2 separate regions of the Zea mays genome follow, and region 2 is linked to region 1. A link is a contact called in public Hi-C data. All regions are on one chromosome and are shown on one strand. Each heading gives the region's core, a stretch centred on a gene start, on an enhancer-like site or on the middle of the called end of the contact. The rest is flanking DNA. Distances are from core to core; before and after follow the strand shown.

Evidence for each region. Hi-C and Micro-C count contacts between places; a contact is called where the count stands out from the background.
Region 2: a Hi-C map of endosperm shows a contact between it and region 1, with 1.7 times the contacts expected there. The contact joins the enhancer-like site here to the promoter of LOC100381559 in region 1. A contact is called at or near these places in 2 of 25 Hi-C or Micro-C datasets (ear and endosperm).

The regions. Positions count from the first base shown.
Region 1 is chr3:142,511,267-142,516,556 of Zm-B73-REFERENCE-NAM-5.0, forward strand. LOC100381559 (putative calcium-dependent protein kinase family protein) reads left to right here and starts at 2,574. Exons shown (of 7, transcript NM_001174384.1): 1 at 2,574-3,768; 2 at 4,823-4,966; 3 at 5,082-5,234. The coding sequence starts at 3,159.
Region 2 is chr3:143,028,790-143,034,079 of Zm-B73-REFERENCE-NAM-5.0, forward strand. The region is part of intron 7 of LOC100274607 (beta-galactosidase 15); the gene reads left to right. Among protein-coding and RNA genes, the nearest start is that of LOC100274607, 14 kb to the left of the region's middle. Within about 2 kb of position 3,217, at least 1 of the 20 cell types and tissues checked has an H3K27ac peak or open chromatin away from gene starts, as enhancers often do. A contact at or near this core is called in endosperm, where this site is marked.

The DNA of each region.
Region 1 (5,290 bases), core at 1,324-3,823:
TGGACTTCCGCCTCACCCGAGCCCGACTCTGACCTCGATATCTGCAACAGGAGGACACCCGACGTCATTAGACACTATAGAGCTGACACACTACTTAAGAAGCTCTTCCCATACTTAGTACTGTGTCAACCACTACGCTATGGACAACCCTCGCCAGGGGGGCTCGAGTACGTGACCGAGCCCTCGACCCGGCCTCGTCTCTTAGCGGAAATCAAGCCGGCACAAGTCAATAATAAGTACAAGACCATACCTCAAGCCAACCATCTATAGGGGTACGTTGACACCTCCTCACAGTGCACAACCAACTCCAGGCGGCCCCTCCCGAGGCTATAAATAGGATAGCCTACGACTTCCGGAGGGTCGGCGAACACTTCACCGTTTTCTCCTCCACCACGATATTGGCACTTGCCTCAATCAACCACAGAGATTTGAGATCTTTTCCTCTCCCGCTCAGTTTGTATCCCCTACTGTAAGCAATTAGGTGCAAGTAATATAAGTCTCATCCCCCTGCTGGAAGTAGGACATCTTGTCTGAACCAGGATAAAAAAACTTGTGTCAACTTGCATCACCATCTGGGTTAGGGGCACACAACATTATTTCACTAGTCGGTTAGGTACCAACAAAAGTTTAGTCTAACTGAAAGAAATATCCATATTACAGCACTAGAAAAAAAAACCAAATAATTGATCGTTGGAATATTGAGTTTGAATGACTTGTAAATGAAGAATTGTAGTTAGGGGTGACAATGTGCTCTAAATTTTACAATATAATATTTAAGGATCGGATTAGGATCAGACCATATTTCTATTCATTTTTGAACTACATTTTATCCAGGGTCTTACTATTTTGTGAAGAAGCATTTGAATCACGATCCATTACTACCCCTAATTATAGTACCTGCATTCTCGAATATTTGTCGACCGCTAATTTATTTTCTAATTAAAACGCGAAAAATAAAAAACAAAGGGAGTAGACAAAATGCACATTTATAGAACTACACTACCATCATCAATCAAGAGTCGAAAATTACTGGCTCAGAATTGCGGATTTGGCATAATTTTAACATTATGTTCTCAATTTAATTTAACATAGAAAATTGTCCATCAGCCTCGAATTAGATAAGCTGATGAAGGGAATTAGTTGATCGATCTCCGCGATCATTTATTAAAGTTCGTACCCAGTTCACACTAGAACTAGATTAGAGTGCCAATATCTCACCTTAGCTTTATAAACAGATTATTTGAAGATACATAGATTTGAAATTTTCCTATGGCGTGCCAATATTAGTTTTCCAAGGCACTGCGATCAGGTTAAAATGTGGCTCTTATGTTCTTACCTTTATTTTAAAGCCTAGTTGTCATTTTTCTACCGGCGTATCAAAACGGAGAGGTTGCACTTGTTCTGCTTAAAAACTACTCCTACCTTGTATATGTAAATTTGCCCTACTTGTTTTTAGTTCTATATGATTTTAATAACATCTATTTTACACATTTGGACAAACAAAAGAGCTCCTTCAGCGTCTAGGGATTGACATTGGACGGGAGTTGACTCGAGATGAAATCAATTTACAATTATTTCAAATATAAGCAAACTTTAACAAGTTACACATGCTTAGGGGGTGTTTGGTTTCTAGGGACTAATGTTTAGTCCCTAGATTTTATTCCATTTTAGTTCCAAAATTACCAAATATAGAAACTAAAACTTTATTTTAGTTTCTATATTTAGCGATTTATACACTAAAAAAGAATAAAATGAAGGGACTAAACATTAGTCCCTAGAAACCAAACACCCCCTTAATTAACCATCGATGCAAATTAGGAGAGTTAGAATAAAACCAGGGGTTAGTATAATATTTTATTTTTTAACAACTTATTTGCTTTTACCTAACTCAACTGAGTGTGAAACTGGTGAAAACAGTGGCTACAAATTTAAAAAATTCAAGGTAAAATCACAAAAAATACAAGAGTAAAATCAGAATTAGTATTAAAGCAGGGGTAAGAACATTAATGTCCTAATTAAACTAGTGAGGTAGATAATACCTTCGTATTTGGAAAGACTTTTAGACCGAAAGGATAATAAAAAACCTACAAAACCATAATATCTTGTTTGGATGTAGATATTAGTGTACGGAATTTGGAATTAGAATCCACTTTCCAGAATTCTATTGTTTGGTTACATATGAAATTGAGATTTGGAATCGAAGATCTAATTCTCTGGAATTGGACTATAATTAAAACTCTCTCTCCCAATGCAGAGAGCATCACTCCATTGCGTGGAATTGAACCACACAATTCCAAATTACAATTCAGTGATATTCAAATAATAGAATTAAAATTACATCTCATTTTAATATCATGACTGATTTAATATTGAATCCAATTCAATTCTATATCTTCTAATATTGACATCCAAAAGTAGGAGTGTATAACTGTATATATTTGATTAAACAGATCCAGTAAGTGAGTGGCAAGAGATACTTGGATAATAAAGGGAGGAAAACAAATTAAATTATAATAAAACAACTAGAAAGGGAAGTTTCCGACCACGTCGTCTTCCTCCTGTCTCCCCCTCTCCTCCGCCACTAACCAAGGAGGCGAAGACGATAACCACCGACGTGCCTTCCTCCCCACATGCCCTAGCGATCCGTTCTCATTTGCAGACCCAATCCAAGCCCAGAGCAATCACCAAGCCTGGCAGATTAGATTTCCACCCTCACATGGAGGAAAAATCCAACCTTCGCATGTGACCTCTATTTAAATCCCCGCAAGAATCGATCAATCAATCCAAAAGGGTGCAGGAAAACAGAGCAATCCCGTTGCTTAGCGTGTTCGCCTTGCCGTTGGCGTCTCTTCTCCGTTCCTCGGCACGCGTAGGCCCATAAACCTCCGCTAAAGCTCCTTTGTCGCGCCCATTTCGTCAGCCATTTCCCAGATTCCCCATAGGCGAGGGTTCCCGGGCTGAGATCCAATCTTTTCAGTTGTTCGGTTTCAATCGGTGTAAATTCCTCCAGAAAGAAACCTAGAATCGCCCCCCCATAGTTGGAAAAGGTTTCCATTTCTGACCGGTTGTCGAGCCTGGCTACGTTTTGCCGAGCAAAGGCAGGGCGTCCGTTCGGTTACGGTTCTTGATCCGGCGAGGGACCGCCGCTGCCGAAGGCAATGCAGCCGGACCCGCAAGGCCCGGGCAGGGGGAAGGCGGGCGGCGCCAATGCGCACCCGCGGCTGCCGCCGCCGGTGACGGCGGGGTCGGCTGGGCGGCCGGCGTCGGTGCTGCCGCACAAGACGGACAACGTGCGCGACCACTACCGCATCGGGAAGAAGCTGGGGCAGGGGCAGTTCGGCACCACGTACCAGTGCGTGGGCAAGGCGGACGGCGGCGAGTACGCGTGCAAGTCCATCCCCAAGCGCAAGCTGCTGTGCCGCGAGGACTACGAGGACGTGTGGCGCGAGATCCAGATCATGCACCACCTCTCCGAGCACCCCAACGTCGTCCGCATCCGCGGCGCGTACGAGGACGCGCTCTTCGTCCACCTCGTCATGGAGCTCTGCGCCGGCGGCGAGCTCTTCGACCGCATCGTCGCCAAGGGCCACTACACCGAGCGCGCCGCCGCGCAGCTCATCAAGACGATTGTCGGGGTGGTGCAGGGGTGCCACTCGCTTGGCGTCATGCACCGGGACCTGAAACCGGAGAACTTCCTCTTCGCGAGCACCCCTGAGGATGCCCCGCTCAAGGCCACTGATTTTGGGCTTTCCGTGTTCTACAAGCCCGGTGCGTATATATGCAATGCTATTTGGTCTGAAATTTTGTGCCTCCAACAGCTTCCCAATATCATCTCTTATCCCCATAAACGTGTGGAGATGCATTGCTCCATCTCCCAATATTTGTCATTTCATTCTTTATATCCCCAGTAGCACTCTATTATTTTTGGTGTTACCAAAAAATCTTTCATCTTCTGCATCTCCACTAAGGCCCTAATATCATCATATACACCACGGTAACTGTCACGGTGAGGTGGCCGTCCTAGAGGAAGATCACTGATGGTCACTGTCAGACCTTGGTGTTGTCGAGCTCGCTAGGCATGGACATGGTCAAGATCCTAGCGCAAGGGGACCAGAGGTGGATGAAGAGGCAGTTGCCCTCGGGGGCGTGCACAGAACCAGTGACTTGGGCACGGTGGGTGGCCGAGGAAGAGGACACCCACGCTTATCACGGTTAGAGGAAAAGAAAGAAAAGAAGGAAATAAATTAAAAAGTTCCAATCTGAGTATCTGACACGAAGGTCCTATACATTGGGCGAGATTATTGGTGATCTGCTATGTATCTCCCCCAATAATTCTAAAAGGCATCATTGGTGACCACCAATACCACCTGATTGGGGATGAAATATAAGTGAACTGCTGGAGATGCTCTAATGTTGGTATTTGGTCCCACTTGCTCTAGTGATGTGGGCAAATGGCTAGCATTGAGTTTGGTAGGGAGTACTGCTCTTATTAGTTGTTTTTGGTACATCAGCTAGCCTATTAAGTATTGATGTCATTTGCATAGCATCTCATGTCACTAGCAGGAAAAAAATCCATCACAGACGTCAAAATTACAATAACATATAATACTTAGTACTTGTTATTAATGACAAGCCTTCCAAGGTTGATGGCAAGGACCTTCTTTTCTTGTACAAATCTAATGTAATTTGTGATAAATGTCAGCTGTTATTAACATAGTGCATAGTGATTAATGAAGTCTTCAGTTGATTTGATGCTGTCTTCTGCTTTTGCTTAAGTGATTAATAGAACACACACTGAAAGCTATCCCATTCCATTCTCCAGGTGATAAATTTTCTGACGTTGTTGGGAGCCCCTATTATGTTGCCCCTGAGGTGCTTCAAAAATGTTATGGCCCAGAATCTGATGTATGGAGTGCTGGAGTGATTTTGTACATTTTGCTATGTGGTGTACCCCCATTTTGGGCAGGTAAACTGTTTGTTACTTCAACCATTGAACCACTAGATTGAGATCCATTTGTGTTTACCGATATTGGCATGTTTACATGTGATTTTTTTTTTCCATATTTCACCCCTCCCTTCAGAGAGTGAAGCAGGGATCTTCAGGCAGATTTTGCGAGGCAAACTTGATTTGGAATCTGAACCATGGCCAAGTATCTCTGATAGTGCTAAGGATTTAGTCCGTAAGATGCTTATCCGCGATCCTACAAAGAGGTTCACTGCTCATGAGGTTTTATGTAAGTTTTCTGCCTTTATGCCTTCTCTCCCTCTCTATCTGAGATTGCATATGCAT
Region 2 (5,290 bases), core at 1,967-4,466, 520 kb after region 1:
CAGTCAAGGTTTGGACTTGGCCGTACCGAGGTGAAGGTCGTAGGACAACGTGCCTGTGATGTACCTGAGGATACACTTGATCAACACAAGATGGGGCTCATGAGGGTCATGCATAAAAAGACATACCTGTTGTACAACATATGCCAAGTCGGGACGAGTGAGAGTAGGATACTGCAAAGTGTTGGCGAGCTCCGATACTCAGGTTAGATCAGCAATAGGCACGCCGTCGAAGGAAGAGAGCTTGACACGAGTGTCTACAGGAGTTGATGTAGAGTGCCACTTGGCCATGCCGCTCGGAGAGGAAGAGGCTATCAGTGGAGCATGTGATGGAGATGCTAAGGAAGTGGTGAAGAGCGCCCAATCCATCATTTTTTTGTTCTTTCTTTTTCTTCCTTTTTCTCCTTTATTTTCTGATTTCCCCCCCTTTTATCCCTTTTTTTGTATAGCTGTTGTTCTTGGTCTTCTTTAGACCTTCTCTCTACTTAATATAATGATGCGCCCAATCCATCATGGCGAACTAGGTGTGGAGATGCATGGTGAAGTGTTGCAGCTAGGGATGGCAATGTGTCCATTCCCCGGTTGGGAGTGCTCCCCCATCCCCGTCCCCGCAACGCTGGTGTTTCTCCGTTCCCTGTCCCCATCCTCGGGCATGGGGAAGGTTTTTCTCTGTCCCTTGTCATGGAGAAGGTTTTTCCCCGTCCCTATCCCCGTTCAGGTATACGGGGCCCCAATGGGGAAAAATCCCCACGAAATCCCCGCTTGGAGACTGAATCATTTCAGCAATATATTCAATTGCAAACATCTAAACATATTGATTTCTAAACATAACAACACCCAAAATTCATCACTAATTACAAATAACTAATACCATAGTCCAAAACATCCATAATATATCACTTATCACAATTAACCATAGTCCACAAATAACTAAATGCAAACTCACATGTCACAACTCACAAGTGACTAATGACCAGGAACTGTCGGCACTTGGCAGCCATGGTCCATGGAGGAACTCGCGTCACTGCAGCAACCATGAAGCAGGTAGCCAACACAGTCCCCATATTTGTAAACAAAGAGGGACGTGTTAGAGGCCGAAGCGATGAACCTGAGGCGGTGTATGTATGTGGCAAAGCACTGGTACCATGCTCGAGGAGCCTGCTTCAAACTATAGAGAGATTTATACAACACACAAACATGATTAGGAGCGGAGGGGGCGACGAAGCCAGACGACTGCTGAAAATAGACCATCTCCTTGAGATGGCAATGAAGGAACACATTCTTGATGTCTAGTTGATGGCTGCGTCAGGCCCGAGAGGTGGCAATGCTAAGGATGACACACATGGTGGCAGGTTTAACCACCAGACTGAAGGTCCCATCGTAACCAACGCCGTGCTGTTGTGAAAAGCCTTGGATCACCCAACGTGCCTTGTGGTGGGCAAGCATACCACTCTAGTGGAACTTGTGCTTGAAGATCCACGTGCCTGTAACCACATTGGCTCTAGGAGGCCGAGGGACGAGGTGCCATGTGTTGTTGTTGATGAGCGCTCGTTACTCATTAGTCATAGCAGCCCACCAATGTGGGTCGGTGGGCACGCTACGGTAGTTTGATGGCATCGGGGAGGTAGAAGAATTTGTAGCATTGAAGTTGTACACATGCAGCTTGAGGGGGCCTATCATGGACCTGGTGATGCACCGCAGAAGTGTCGGAGGCAGGGCGCCCTGTATGGGATGCCATGGAGGAGTAGGGGACGCTACGATGCTCGGCTTATAAGGGTTTCTTCACTGGCTCTGTTGTTTTTGAGCATTACAAAATGGTCTGGAAATCTTGGGCACCTCCTAAGTGTCGGTTCTTCCTTTGGCTGGTGGCTCATAATAGGTGCTGGACTGCAGACAGACTGGAAAAAAGAGGACTAAATCATCCTCCTAGATGCCCTCTTTGTGACCAAGAGCCTGAAACCATCGACCATCTTTTGGTTTCTTGTAGCTTTTCCAGATTATATTGGTACATCACTCTTCGGAAATTCGGGCTCCACATTCTTGCCCCTATCCAAGATGACACAAACTTCCTGCAGTGGTGGAAACGTATTGCTGATATTGTGTCAGGCATGACCAAGAAGGGGGTAAATTCACTTTTGATTCTGGGAGCCTGGATGATCTGGAAGTTCAGAAACGGAGTGGTGTTTGACGGGTCCCCCCCCAATATCACTACACTATTAGAGGCCACTGCTGAGGAAAGGGAGAAATGGATGGTTGCAGGAGCTAAGGGTCTTTCCTTTTTAGCTGCTCCCAGTACCAATGCCTGAGATAAGTTGTATCTTTTAGTTGTGTATGGATTGTTTCCTTTATGCTTGTTTCTGGCCTCCATAAGGAGGTCCTGTATTCGGGTCCTTTTCCGACCCTATTTCTTCTTACTTAATAAAATGAGGCGCAGTTCTCCTGCGTTTTTCGAGAAAAAATGGGGGCGACAAGTGAAGTAGTTGGGCGTCGAGCAGGCATCGACCCATGGATATTGGTTCGTTGAGGCCGGTGCACATAGACCGAACCGAACCAGCTAGTTGGCGGGACCGGTGCAACAGGTGGGGGCGACGTTTGTAGACATGCCCAATTGACTAGCAACACTGATGCAACAGTAGGTGCTGGCGCAGGGGCTGCTGCAGCATGTGTAGCACGAATGGTCCGAACAACAATGGTAGAGGAGGGATGGTGTTGGGCGGAGGCCGAACACGCCCTCGTTTTAAGATGACGAAGACCCTACTTTCCCATCGATTGTCTTTGTAGGTCCATCGGTGGAGGGACTCCAATTAAAGAGGCCTCCTATAGGGCGGGCCGACACATTGAGGGGCCGCGTCGAGCGGCGGCCGGGCGACCAAGACTTCGCTACGCCCCGGAAATGAGGCCCGTGTCACCCTTCGCCACGCTCCTGAAGCCGAGCCCTCGTTCACCCTTTATTTAGCCAGGCCGGTCGAAGGATAGCTGGCGCGAAGGCTTCGAGGATATCGGTGAAGGCTACATGTCGATCAGCCAGATATCGGTCCACCGGGCGACGCGCCCAGAGGCCCACATGTCAGCGTAGCGTGCGAGTGAGTAGTCTAGTACGATGTTGTAATTACTCCGTTACAAGAAATATCCCCTGGATATAGTTGGTGGTCGGGGGTAGTGTCGTACTTTGGACCACCTACCCCCGGGCCTATAAATACCCCCGTCCCGTAGCGGGATGGGACACGCATAACGAGAAGCTACAATTCCCACCAACCATCTTGTCGCTCTCTCGTGCTCTCCATCTGTCACCGAGTGTTTGCGGATGCTCAATGCCCATGGAGGACAGAGTGACCACGTTGGAGACGACGAGGGGAGCCGCAACATCATTAGTAACAAGAAAATAAAAAAGGCGATGAGGAAGAGACCACCATGAAGGGGAAGGTCTATTCGCCAAAGACGACATGGCGGGAGATGATGACATGACGAGTGGCAAGGTCGAGGCAACGATATTCTTCGTGAGATGAAGGATAGCTGATGAAGAAAGTCTTGGATCTAGAAGCAAGTTTATTAGGGGAAGTGGCAAAGATGTTAGAGAGCACGGGCAACCAAAAACTCTAAGATGTGTGAGGTTTGGTTGCGTGCGATGGGGAATCTCAAAGGGTATGTGATTGTGGATGGTGGAGGGGCACCTATTGAGGAGGTAGGTGGCGGTTGCTAGGCCTCGACCGAACTATGGGGCGGCATGGAGGCATGAAGGAGAAAGGTGCAGATGGAGTTAAGTGCGCAGAGTATGCGTTTAGCTTCGCCATTCTGAGCGATGGTGTAATGGCAGGATAATCGTAATAGGGTGCCATGAGAAGCAAGGAAGGAGTTGGTGGCATTGATGCATTTTACCAAATTCTCTACTATTATCAGCCTGAGAACACTTGATGGCCGAGTTGAACTGGGTACAAATGAACTGAAAGAAGTTAGTGATTAGCTATTGCACTTCAGACTTGTGTTGCATGGAAACGTCCAAGAAAAATGAGTAAAATCATCTAGAATGACAAGATAGTAAAGACAACCCGAAATACTAGGAACTGGAGAAGTCCATACTTCACAATGGAGGAGCTCGAAGGGATGGGAAGTGCATGAGTTCGAAATAGCAAAAGGTAACCACATACGTTCACTAGGTTGGCAGGAGCACTATTCGCCTAAATGGTTTTCTAGCTTGTTTAAACACCCATGCAAACGCTACACAGTGGTATGTCATTTTAGTTTAATCGGACGTTTACCCTGTTTAATTGGCTGTGTAACACTTTTAATGGTCTGTTTAGCCTGATTAATGGCTAAACGGTAGGTGATCGACTGTTCATTGTTTAACATTTAGGATAACTTTGGACATGAATGGCAAATAGAGCAATGTATTTTATTACAAGAGTTGACTCTGATATTCTGTAGGGTAGCTAAGGTAGCTGGTGCGGGGTGACCAAGACGCTGGTGCCACAACGGAGGGGACGATGAGGTGGGCATGAGCAACTACAGTGATAGGAAAGGTGTAGAGATCGTCATCACTAGCATAGCGAAGCATCTCACGTTGGTCTGAAGATCCTTAACAGAGAAACCAAAGGGATCATAGAAACCAAAGGGGTCAAATTCAATGGAGCAAAGGTTTTCGCGAGTAAACTGACGAACAAACAACAGATTATGAACGAGAGAGGGGATGTCAAGAACATTGCCACGATGAAAAGTAGAGGATGAAGTTGGAAGAAGGGAGTGGCCCTTGGCAAGAATAGGAAGGGAGTTGCCATTGCTAACAATAATGGAAGAGTGGGAGGGAGAAAAGCGAGGGAGGACTACCATCCGATGATTACATGTGGGAGGTGGCGCCAGTGTTGAGGACCTAGGGGCTGTTGCAGGGCAGCCTCTAGACCAGATGGGTCTTGGCTAGGGGAGGGCGCTTGCTGCTGCCGCCTACGGGCATGCTGACTAGCCCCCACCTTTATGTGGTCGGAGATGCCTGGGACCAAGCAAATGCGGCGTTGGCTTGGCGAAAAGGCTTGAGAGACATGCAGAATGTGGGCGCACCATTGGTCTACGACGGATTGGTCGCCGAGATGGTGATGGATGAAATGATGCAGTCCGACGACCAAGGCTGGAGAGGAGTGCTGACGGGTGTGTGTGTGTGGGGTGGGGTGGGTTGTGTGGAGGGCGTAGAGGAGTAGGCGTCCAAGGGAGGGGAGGTGGCACTAGAGGAAGGGGGGGGGTCAGCGGCTGGTGGGCTGGGGCAGCAAGATGAAAACCTAGACTCTTGATATCAGGTACAAAGATA